Regions from separate parts of the Arabidopsis thaliana genome. Here region 1 is linked to region 2. The links are chromatin contacts, called in public ChIA-PET maps. All regions are on one chromosome and are shown on one strand. Each heading gives the region's core, a stretch centred on a gene start, on an enhancer-like site or on the middle of the called end of the contact. The rest is flanking DNA. Distances are from core to core; before and after follow the strand shown.

What was found. ChIA-PET counts read pairs in DNA pulled down with a chosen protein or histone mark.
Region 1: a contact with region 2 is called in an H3K4me3 ChIA-PET map of shoot, with 13 read pairs. The contact joins the promoter of PAA2 here to the promoter of AT2G05790 in region 2. A contact is called at or near these places in 14 of 26 Hi-C or Micro-C datasets (callus, cotyledon, leaf and 4 more), 1 of 2 datasets of contacts at active chromatin or transcription factors (shoot) and 1 of 3 other capture datasets (seedling).

What each region holds. Positions count from the first base shown.
Region 1 is chr2:2,231,059-2,237,659 of TAIR10.1, forward strand. PAA2 reads left to right here and starts at 2,961. Exons shown (of 9, transcript NM_126597.4): 1 at 2,961-3,243; 2 at 3,326-3,420; 3 at 3,502-3,583; 4 at 3,648-3,744; 5 at 3,820-3,878; 6 at 3,961-4,043; 7 at 4,350-4,445; 8 at 4,635-4,694; 9 at 4,903-5,412. The coding sequence starts at 3,168. The coding sequence ends at 4,995. It overlaps AT2G05830 (NagB/RpiA/CoA transferase-like superfamily protein), which reads left to right. Exons shown (of 8, transcript NM_201699.2): 6 at 118-256; 7 at 352-620; 8 at 701-1,091. The coding sequence ends at 781. It also overlaps the pseudogene AT2G05845.
Region 2 is chr2:2,196,445-2,202,484 of TAIR10.1, forward strand. AT2G05790 (O-Glycosyl hydrolases family 17 protein) reads left to right here and starts at 2,707. Exons shown (of 3, transcript NM_126593.5): 1 at 2,707-3,066; 2 at 3,185-4,507; 3 at 4,815-5,159. The coding sequence starts at 3,006. The coding sequence ends at 4,849. It overlaps AT2G05786, which reads right to left and starts at 1,961. Exons shown (of 1, transcript NM_001124807.1): 1 at 1,827-1,961. The coding sequence starts at 1,961. The coding sequence ends at 1,827.

The DNA of each region.
Region 1 (6,601 bases), core at 1,711-4,210, 35 kb after region 2:
CGTAGGACAGATACTTCTTGTGGCAGCTCCCTGAATCCATTGCTTTATAGAGTTTTCATATCTTGTTGAACTGTTGTTGAAAGTCTTTTGAATTTATGACTAAATGGCAATTGACAGGGATCGAGGCTTACAGCGTTTGAGTTGGTGCATGAGAAAATCCCTGCAACTCTCATTGCAGACTCAGCTGCAGCTGCACTGATGAAAGATGGTCGTGTTGATGGTGTCATCGTTGGAGCTGATCGTGTGGCTTCAAATGGTACACTCAAACACCTTAGATAAATCCGTTTTCTCTCACAAATCTGATTCCTTATGACTGAATCACTTCTTAACCAATTCATTGATATACTCCAGGCGATACTGCTAACAAGATTGGGACTTACAGTCTCGCCTTGTGCGCAAAACATCACGGGATCCCATTTTATGTTGCTGCACCTCTTACCTCAGTTGATCTGTCACTTTCATCCGGGAAAGAAATCGTGATAGAGGAAAGATCTCCAAAGGAGTTGATGCACACACACGGAGGACTTGGTGAACGCATTGCAGCACCAGGGATCTCAGTTTGGAACCCAGCTTTTGATATGACTCCAGCAGAGCTGATTGCAGGAATCATAACCGAGAAAGTTCGTTTTTCCAGCCTTGCTTGTTCTGGAAGATATTTATGCTCATTTATTTGAATCTCTCAACGTGTTTGTATATGCAGGGGGTCATAACAAAGAATGGCAATGATACATTTGACATAAGCAGCTTTGCCAAGAAGATAACAGGAAACTCATCTCGTTGAAGTTAGAGTCAGCATTGCGACTTGCGGATGTTCCCCTCTCTCTATATACTTGCAACAAAGCAAATTACTTTGTAATGTTTGAGCTACTAAGTACACTGTGGTAAAAATTGTCAAAAATAAGAAATAATCGATACGTTTTAGCCAATTGTAGGTAGCCAAAATGCTGGTCTTGGGTTTAATGCTAATGAAGATTGGGAAACAACTTGTTTTAGTGTAAAACAACTTGTCCATGGGCTTGCCCGGTCCATCTTGACTTGGTTCTTATTTCTCTATTTTTTTAAGTTTAAGAAAAGAATACCGTTTCTCCTACCCGTCAATATTGAAATAATTTCAGAGGTTTTCCTTGTTCTGTGTCAACAAACAATTCGAAATGCCTCGACTTTATCAATTTTTTGATAATTCTGAACTTTAGACCAAATGCATATGGACGAGCTATATTCTGGACCAAAAAACAAATGGTCTAATTGGGCATATGACCAGTTTTGTCCACGGATAATATGGGCTTGACCATATGGACAACGGGCTGCCCATGGGCATGAATTGAGTCAATAGACATGTCTTCATTTAATTGTATTTTTATAATTTTAATTACAATTACAACTAAATAATTTTTAAATAATATATTTTACATTTATAAGTTTTTACTTTTCTGAAAATTTTAAATTTTAATGAATTATTTCTTATTAAATTATTTACGATTTTAAAGGAAAGATAGTATTCCACAATTTTCTGGAATACGCAATTTTTAAATTTTACGGTTTTGACGGGAAAAATACAATTCTCCGATTTTACGATTTTGACGGAAAAACGTAATTCTGCAAATTTTCCACCAAAATCGTGATTTTATTATATTGGCGAGAACACAATTTTACGGTTTTGACGGGAAAACGCAATTCTCTGATTTTACGGTTTTGGCGGGAAAACACAATTTTCCAGCCAAAATCGTGATTTTATTATATTGGCGAAAAACACAATTTTACAGTTTTAGTGAGAAAACACAATTCTCCGATTTTACGGTTTTAGCGGTTAAATCGTTATTTTTTTGTATCGGTGAAAAAAATAATTTTACGATTTTACCGTTTTGGCGAAAAAAGCAATTCCATAATTTTTTCGTCAAAATCGTGATTTTATTGTATTGGTAAGAAAAACACAATTTTACCATTTTGTCGAAAAAAGACAAGTCTTCGATTTCTACAATTTTTACGGAAAAATGCAATTTCTCAATTTTTCTTTAAATTTATGATTTTTGATTTATCAATAATAACAATAATAAAATAGGCTAACCATGGGCTTGCCATATGGACATGGTCTTTATTGGGCATGGACATTTTTCGGACCAAACCGTCCAACTTGGCCCATAAAAAAACTGTCCGTACGGACACGCCCAATGGTCTTTGGACGGACCATTTGACACATCTAGAAACAACCGTCAGCAGTAGCCATTCGTTAAGAGTTTCAGAATTCCGATATATACATTTTGATACAACCTACACAAAAACAAAGACAAAGAGAGAAAATCCAACTATGAGGAGGATTATCTTGTTGATAGTGCCATCAAAAACAAGAGTTAGTTATTCACCTGAAGGTTTGGCTAAACAAAGTATATTATCTCTTTTCATATACCTGTCAATTACATCTTGACGCTGCATTGTCAACAATAGAGACCTCCTATGTCCTTTGTATTCACTCTTGGCTTTCTTAAGTACTCTAGTAGATTCATCTACAAATGTAAACATGGTTGTCTTCGCCGCGAGGTCGTTTGCATGTTCTTCTTTTACTTGTTTCGTTTCAGTTCGTTCTTGATCCTGCAAGATCGGGCGTCTTCTCATTGCGGCGTTAGTTAATTAAAGTATTTTGTGCAAAAAAAATTTCCGTCCAATTTTGCAACTTTATACTCTATGTCCAAAAAAAACAAAATAATTATATGAAATTTAAAATAATACGTAATATAGTCAATTTTTACAATTTTACATATTGTAAACGTAAAAACATTTGTTTTTGAAATTTTTTAAAAAATAAATAGTTAAACTACTCATATCAAGAATTTTGATTTGATATATTATTTATCAAAATTTAAAAGTTTAATAATATCAAAAAAAATTATATTGTGTATTTTTTTAATTTTATATAATTATTCTGCATTCTTTTAACGTGAAATGTAAAGTTGCAGCCCCAGGGAGTATTTTAGAGTTTTTTCGAAGATAATTGTAATCTTAACTTATTATTTCAAGGGTATTTTGGGAGATTGACTATTTTTTTTTGGGTTCTGTCTTGAAGACAAAGAAAGCTTTCTTCTATAATACATCTTTCTCTACAGATCACACAGAAGCAAAAATTCCATCTCCGATTTCGGAAGAGAGTTGTTCTCTTCTCTGAGAAGAAGAAGATGAGCAGAGGAAGCGGCGCTGGTTACGATCGTCACATCACTATTTTCTCACCGGAAGGTCGTCTCTTCCAAGTCGGTCAGTAATCAATTTCTCTATCTTTTTTGTTTTTTTAATTTATAACTTCGGAGATTGATATTACTGGTTACGGATTTTGTAGAGTATGCTTTCAAAGCCGTGAAAGCAGCTGGAATCACATCGATCGGTGTCCGAGGGAAAGATTCAGTATGCGTCGTTACGCAGAAGAAAGTTCCGGTGAGTCCTCTTTTGACTCCTTAGGGTTTTTGTTCAAGTGAGGGTTTTGAATTAGGGATCTGATGAATGATTTGTGGGCAGGACAAGCTTTTGGATCAGTCTAGTGTATCTCACCTTTTCCCTGTTACCAAGTACCTTGGATTGTTAGCCACTGGCATGACAGGTTTGTATTTCTCATCACAATGCTTGTTCATTATGGTCATGTTTTGATCTTTCTGGGGTTGCAGCTGATTCAAGGTCATTGGTACAACAAGCTAGGAATGAGGCTGCTGAGTTTAGGTTCCAATATGGTTATGAGATGCCTGCAGATATTCTTGCTAAATGGTAATTAATTACAGACTCTATGTGTCTCTCTACACTTATGAAAGTTACTAATACTGAACTATTGTGCTGTGACAGGATTGCAGATAAGTCTCAGGTTTACACACAACATGCTTACATGAGACCCCTTGGAGTAGGCAAGTTTCCCTAATCCCTATTTATACATTTTACTTGTGTGGTGGTTTTATCCTGATTCTTGTTTTCTTTGTCTTTGTGAAGTTGCCATGGTTCTAGGTATTGATGAAGAGAGAGGACCTCTACTTTACAAGTGTGACCCAGCTGGACATTTTTACGGTCACAAGGTAATACCACCTACTTGTTATGATTAGATAAGCCTCTGCCTCTTACATGCATATTCGTATAGACTACTGCCTTTGCTAACATGGAAGAAAGAAACATTATATTGCACTTGCCTAACCAGATACTGTACTGAGAAACTTATCTGCTTTTAAGAGTTACTGGTTGACCATGGAGGTGAAACCAAAAGTTCTACACACTGTAAACCTGTGAAATATGATGTAGTCACATACGTGGTACATATGTTCCATAGGATCAGAGGCTTCTATATAAAGTTTCTCCACTTATAAGTTAGCAAACATATGATGCAGGCAACTAGTGCTGGTATGAAAGAACAAGAAGCAGTCAATTTCTTGGAGAAGAAAATGAAAGAAAACCCTGCCTTCACATATGATGAAACAGTACAGGTAATTATGGACAATCCTTCTTTATTTTAGATCGGAAGCAGGTTGATCATTTGCAATGTTCATTTGCTTGCACTTTAAAAGCTTTATTGTTTTATATTAGGTTTAGAAACTGTAGGAACGCACAAAACACCAAAATTCTGTGACAGACCTAGACCATTATATCTGACTTTGAGTTATCAACTTTTGTAGACTGCTATATCCGCTCTCCAATCTGTTCTTCAAGAAGACTTCAAAGCAACTGAAATTGAGGTGTCAATTCTCCACTATCTGTACTCCTTTTTGTATAAATGTTGGCAAGAGTAGTATTTTGTATATATGTTGGCCAGAGTCGAATCGTGTTAGCCAGAGTTGTATCGTGGTTAGGAATAAAGAAGGAGAAACCAATGGAAATGTAGTTTTGTTAAAGCTTTGTGAAAAGGCATGTAAATATTTATGCTGGCTACTGTTGTGTTGGCAGGTGGGAGTTGTGAGAGCTGATGACCCTCTCTTCCGTTCCCTGAGAACAGAGGAGATCGACGAGCACTTGACGGCCATTAGTGAACGTGACTGATCACTTTCACTGGAACATTCAGTCGGGACTTTGCATCTCTTTCTTTTGCTTTAAATCTATCTAAGATGATTCACGTTTCAGAGAAACGTGTTTCCATTAGTCATGAGTCGTGTAGTTTTCATTTGAATCATCTGCTTCCTCCTAATAGGAGTTACATGTAAGGGTGTCAAATTAAGGTCGAATGAGATGGTTTAAGGTTTTGAATTTTAAAAGGCAAAACAAAGAAAGTTATTTACAAAAATTGGGAAATCTGCAAAACCTGGACACTTGGTCTTTAACATAATCTCCTAAAGGAACTCTGCATTTTGATGTCCGAGTCCAACTCAATGAACAGAGCTTGACTGAAACGTTTTTTGGAGGTGAAATTCCTTTATTCGTAGGCTTGTTAAAGAGTCTACGCTATAGCTTACCCTCGACTCTCTGCCACCCTTGATTGCGATACTGATATAGTTGAGCATAAAACTCAAAAGGTCGTGTGAAGAAGAATTTTGGTAAGATGTCCTTTGTTCTATCGCCTTTGATGTATATGTTTTTGAGTTGTGCGATGCATGCTGCATTGTCTTTGTACATAATTGTTGGAGCTTTTTTCCTTGCATAGATACCACAATCTTTTTGTATATGGTAACTATGGATCTTAGCCATACACGCTAAAAATCTTGCGGCTAGTTTCATGAATTGCTAAAATCTCTGAATGATTAGAAGATGTGGCTGCAACAGTTTTCTTCATAGAACGCCAATAAATAGCAATACATGTGAAGACATATTCTGTTTACGATCTACCATTATGGAGATCAGATAAATATCCTGCATCTGCAAAACCTTATGGAGATCAGATAAGTATCCTGCATCTGCAAAACCAATTAAATCTTCTAAATTGGTTAGGAAAAAGCAGACTCATGTCTTTCTTACATTGGAGATAACGAAGTATATGTTTAATTCCATTCCAATGTCTTCGAGTTGGACATGAACTTGCACTTAAGTATGATATTTCAGGACTAAGAACTCCTTCATTGTTTTCCCGAGGACATAATGGATCTTTATCCACATCAAGTGACCTTACAACCATTGGGCTACTCAAGGGGACTGCTCCATCCATGTAGAATCTTTTGAGAACATTTTCTGTATATGTCTCTTGATGCACCAGAATTACATTATTTAGGTGTTCAATTTGTAGTCCCAAACAAAATTTTGTTTTTCCAAAATCTCTCTTCTCAAATTCTTTCTTTAAATATTCTACTGTGAAGGAGATCTCTGCAGAAGTTCCCATAATATTTAAATCATCAACATAAACTACAATTATAACAAATCATTTCCCAAATCTGTTTATAAAGATGCATGGACTAACATAGTCTTTTTTTGTATATTCTTTTAGCAAGTCACTAAGGCGATTATACCACATACACCATGATTGTTTTAATTTATAAAGGGATCGATTTAATTTTATGCAGTATTGTTCTCGAGAATTTGATTGTACTGCTTCTGACATTTTAAATCATTCTGGGATTTTCATATAAATGTCATTTTTCAGTGGACCGTATAAATAGGTTGTGACTACATCCATCAAACATAAATCAAGTCCTTCTTTTACTGCTAGACTAATAAGGAA
Region 2 (6,040 bases), core at 1,457-3,956:
TTTCTTTGATGTGTTGTGTGCACTTTGCCCCAAGCCTATTTGACGATGACTTGTACATTTTGATATCGTATTGAGTTTTAAGTGAATACCTCAATAGTGCATTCTTGATTTCATCTGCATTGTTGAATGTCTTATGCAATGCTAATAGATCATCACAACTCTCTCTAAAAGTGAATGGTCTTTCTACTTTCTCTTCTTCATCATCTGATAATGATAATGGATCTGGTATCTTCTTGTCGTCCCAAATATCATCCCCGTTGCTGTCAGAGTCAATACTAGTTGCATCTACACTAGCATCAAGCCCAAAATCTTTCTTTTTCAGCTGGATCTATCTCTACCTCTATATATCCTCTGTTATCTTCAACAATAACTGGGCAATCATCTTCGTTTACACAAGAATCGTGAGATGATTCATCTCCTTCGTCTTCAATTTCAGTTTCCAATCTCTCATCTTCAACAATGGCTTTCGTTTGGATTTCAGATTGCCTTCGAATTGGAAGCTTGAGTCATTTTCTGTTCATGGAGGCTATGTGAAATTAATTTCTCTTTGTTTTGATTTTGTTAGAAAATCACCTAGGGGTTTGTGTTCAATTTGGGAGAAAACTGGGATTTGCGATTTTTTTTAGTTTGATACTCCCTCCGTTTCACAATATAAGTTGTTTTAGCTAAAAACATGCAGATTAAGAATATTTACTTTTAAAAAGTTCAGTCAATAAAAAAACTGGATAATAGAAATAATCGTAAAATATTAAAATAATATATAATTTACATAGAAATTTGAAAACAACTTATATTGTGAAACAAAAAATTTGGTCTAAGACAATTTATATTATAAAATGGAGGGAGTAGGTTTTAATAATACATATATAACGCTTTTGTTAAAATGTTAAACGTTGACTAATTTATTGTGTATACATGATATTTGGAGAATAAATTTGTCAATTATAAATACTTGTAGATTTAATTGACCATTTTAACTTTGAAAGCTCAAATTTTTTTCATTCCTAATTTAAAAGTTTACTAAAAGTTTCAATTTTTTCAACATTTTTTCAAAAAAAGATATTATACCACAACTATTACGAGTAACTAACCTACTTGCATGACCATTTCTTTACTCATTTTGTTTCCGTAGTAGAAATAATTTTTTGTTAGTTCGATACTCCCTCCGTTTCACAATATAAGTTGTTTTAGCTAAAAACATGCAGATTAAGAATATTTACTTTTAAAAAGTTCAGATAATCATAGAAGAAACAGCATAATATAAATAATCATAAAATATTAAAATAATATATAATTTGCATAAAAACTAGAAAACAACTTAAATTGTGATACAAAAAATTTGATCCAAAACAACTTATATTATGAAACGGAATGAGTAGGTTTAAATAAAACATATCTAACGCTTTTGTTAAAGTGTTAAACGTTGACTAATTTATGTCTTAAATTATGACGTCAATATTAAATTGAGGAATTATTGTGTATACATGATATTTACAGAATAAATTTGTCAATTATAAATACTTATAGATTTAATTGACTATTTTCCCTTGAAAGTTCATATTTTTTTTCATTTTTCATTTAAAAATTTACTAAAAGTTTCAATTTTTTTGACATTTTTTTCAAAAAAAAATATATTATACCACAACTATTAAAAGTAATTAACTTACTTGCCAACAAATGACGATTTCTTTACTCATTTTGTTTCCGTAGTAGAAATAAGTGTTTTTTTAGCAGAGTTTCTTTTTGCCCCAAAAAAAAAGGCTTTATTGTCGAAAAAAAAAAAGAGAGGCTATGGTGTAACCATTTATTAATAGCCTTCATTCACACTAACAGTACAGGCACGACCGCACGAGCACACACGTGTGGAAGGAGACAAGAGCAATGAGGTTAATGGGCCCTTTATGAACAGTGAGACTACGTGAGTCCAAGGCATGAGGCATCGTGGTCCGCAAACGGCTCATTTTCTGTCATGTGGGTGCCACTCTTTTTTGCTCACTTTCTCGATCCCTTCAAAATTAAGCAAATTCAAAGTCTACTATTATTTCTTAAATTTTGTGTAGCTATCGTCAGGAATCTTTAGACATTTTTACACAACTAACATTTGTCTTCTCAACCAAAGTCTACAAGAAATAAAAATACTTTTATCTTTTACTTGTATATATGTTATCAAAAAAAAAAAGTGATAAATTGACACTAAATTATGAATTAATTTAAGTGATTGACTCATTTTTTTTCTTATTCCAACTTGCATTTTGGATTAATAATAAAGTTATATGTTTTATAAAACACCTAAAAATTAAGTTTTAATCTTGGTTTTGGTTTTTTCTACAGTTAGAGAAAAGCCAGCAAATATAGGTTTTTGTTTTTTTTAACCCAAACTTGGTGGGGTCGGCGTGCAATGTTACCTCTATTATTGTTTTACTTATTTATTTTTGAACTTATTCATAGTCATATACTCATTGATATGAACAAATGACTAAAACTTAAAAGAATCTAGAAGAAATTTCATGACCATCACACTATTATCTAAACACAGCTACACTATTATCTACATACTGCTACCAATAATAAAATAATCAGAAATGAACTTTACTCATAAACAATATCATTCTCTCTAAACAAAGAGTAGTAAACAAATAATCTATCTATCAATTAGTTTAGTTTGAACAACTAAAAAAAAAAAATGATTCAGATCCATAAAAACCCCATCAATTCCACTCATGATTACCTGTAAACTCTAAGCATATATACAAACTGCAACAACATGTGAAAATATGGGATAATGGAGAAAGATGATACACATTATTTGACATGTCACATGTGAAAAAAAAAAAATCTCAATACTAAAATAAGTACCTAATCAATTATTCACTTATTAATTTCTTCTGGATAATAATAAGACCCAGTCTTCTTTACCACTCTCCACAACACCACTCTCTCTTTCTCTGTGTCTCCTTCAAATCTTCATCTCTCTCTCCATCTCTCTTCTCCACAAGAAGCTGAGTATGGATCTCCTCACACCACTCATCTTCCTCCTCCTCCTCCTCTCACCATTTTCACTCTCAGGTAACAACAACATTACATTTCAAAACCACATTCTCATAACTCTGTTCTTATTATGTTCTGTCTTTTTTTGTATAACTCTGTTCTTATTATGTTCTGTCTTTTTTTTCTTTCTTAACAGATGCTGGTTCCATCGGAGTAAACTACGGCCGAATCTCCGACGAACTCCCCTCCGCATTCAAAGTAGTCCAACTACTAAAATCCCAAGGAATCACGCGAGTCAAAATCTTCGACGCAGACCCATCAGTTCTCAAAGCATTATCCGGATCTGGAATCAAAGTCACCGTAGATCTCCCCAACGAGTTACTCTTCTCCGCCGCCAAAAGAACTTCCTTCGCCGTCTCATGGGTCAAACGCAACGTAGCAGCTTATCATCCTTCAACACAGATCGAATCAATAGCTGTTGGTAACGAAGTCTTCGTTGATACACACAACACTACAAGCTTCTTGATCCCTGCAATGAGAAACATTCACAAAGCTCTTATGAGTTTCAATCTCCACTCCGACATTAAAATCTCTTCTCCTCTTGCTTTAAGCGCTCTTCAAAACTCTTACCCTTCTTCCTCCGGTTCTTTCCGACCAGAACTTATTGACTCTGTTATCAAACCAATGCTTGACTTCTTACGTGAAACTGGTTCAAGACTTATGATCAATGTCTATCCTTTCTTTGCTTATGAAGGAAACTCTGACGTCATTCCTTTAGATTATGCTTTGCTTAGAGAGAATCCAGGAATGGTTGATTCTGGTAATGGTTTGAGATACTTTAATCTCTTCGACGCTCAAATCGACGCCGTTTTCGCAGCAATGTCGGCTTTAAAGTACGATGATATCGAAATCATTGTCACGGAAACTGGTTGGCCGTCGAAAGGAGATGAGAATGAAGTCGGAGCTACTCTAGCTAACGCAGCTTCTTACAACGGAAACTTAATCCGTCGGATCTTGACACGTGGAGGTACACCGTTACGTCCTAAAGCAGATCTAACGGTCTATCTTTTCGCTCTGTTCAACGAGAACAAGAAGTTAGGTCCAACGTCGGAGAGAAACTATGGTCTCTTCTTCCCTGATGAGAAGAAAGTCTACGACATTCCTTTCACAACAGAGGGGTTGAAACATTACCGTGACGGTGGTCATACTCCGGTCACTGGAGGAGATCAGGTTACAAAGCCTCCGATGAGTGGAGGCGTGTCGAAGAGTTTGAATGGTTATACTTGGTGTGTAGCTAATGGTGATGCTGGTGAAGAAAGGTTACAAGGTGGTTTAGATTATGCTTGTGGTGAAGGTGGTGCTGATTGTCGTCCTATTCAACCTGGTGCTAACTGTTATAGTCCTGATACACTTGAGGCTCACGCTTCGTTTGCTTTCAATAGTTATTACCAGAAGAAGGGTCGTGCCGGTGGGAGTTGTTACTTCGGCGGCGCCGCTTACGTCGTTAGCCAACCACCGAGTAAGTATAACTTTTTTTTTGTGTGTGGCGCATGTTAAGAGTTGGTGTGGGGCTTTTCATGCTAAACTACGCTGATTAGGGTAGCGTATTTTTAGGGTAGTGTATGTGTGGTTAAATTTTGTGTGGACGACACGACAGAGGTCAAATGTTCCCACGTGAACATAGATCACTAGTGTTTAATGTGACGTGGGTTTACGTCATCTTGGTGTTAAAGAGAATCCTATGATATTTTTTTTGGGGTTTGATTAGATATTTTAAAGTGTGTTTTATGAATCTAATTAAGAAGCTGATTGGTTTGAATATGCAGAGTATGGAAGATGCGAGTTTCCGACAGGATATTAAGGAAGAAGAAGATTTAAGTTTAGATTAATTTCTGCTATATAATATATTCGTTTTTTGATGTATTTTGTTTGGTGGGAAGTTTTAGTTAATTTTTGTAACAATGACTTTTTAATGTTGTGTTGTTAATACCAACTTAGACGATGTTATTGATATTTGATATTTAGGTAATGAAATTAAATATGTTTGTTTCATATTCAGATTGTCGTCATATTGAATTCGGAAATAAGTGTATAGCTGGATTCCAATTCCGAAAAGAACAGAAGTAAAGTGTATGACAGCTTTTACTTATAATTTGTTGAAGATATTTTTGGTGAGAATTTATATAAAGTAGTGTCTACTTGTAAGCTTGTAACATAGTCTTGTTCGTTGATATTGGGCCGAGAAATTGTTGAGGCCCAATAATCTTAAAGATTCACTTGTAACTTAGGAAGGCCGAAGGGTATTGTTGGTTTGATGGAGTTTGAAGGATGAGTTTTGTGTGTGCGCGCTGAAAAATGTCTTGTTTATATTTTAATTTGAAAATACCTATGTTAGAAAGTCTTTTTTGGAGGTAAAAATAAAAAACATACTTATAGGAGCTATTACGGGATAAGTCATATTTTGGATCGGAAATTTTTAAAAAGACACATTATCTATAGACTTTTGAGATTAGGCACTTTGTGGAACATGGAATGACGATATTATCCCTCTGCGACATGAAGATTAGTTTGGGCGGGATTTGCTTTATTTCAAAATTTTTTATACCGAAATCTGTTACCGTCGATCACTGTTCGCCGTTCAGTGGCCTCAAATTTGGCACGGTTGTATATGAATGTGTGTGCAATGATGGGGGTAGGTAATCTTGCAAACACTTGGGCAACACTTGGGATATATTTAAGTGTTGTTCATGTTGTGATTTTGGTTAGGAGAAATTTTCCAAACACTGCAAAATTTCGTTACGGAAAAGTTGTGCTAGAGAGGGAATTATTTACTTGTGCAAGAGGAAACGCTAAACGACTCCGTTGGGGAGCTATGAACCCACATGTAAGAATAATTGTCTAGTAGTTTGTAATAAGTAGCCGAATTGCAGTTTTAAGGATTTACAATGTTATATAGTTGTTTGAAAAGTAGAAGTAAGTAGAACTAAATGTGTAAGCTATGGATGCTAATTGCTATATGTAACATAATCTAACGGTTTTCATTCAGTATTTA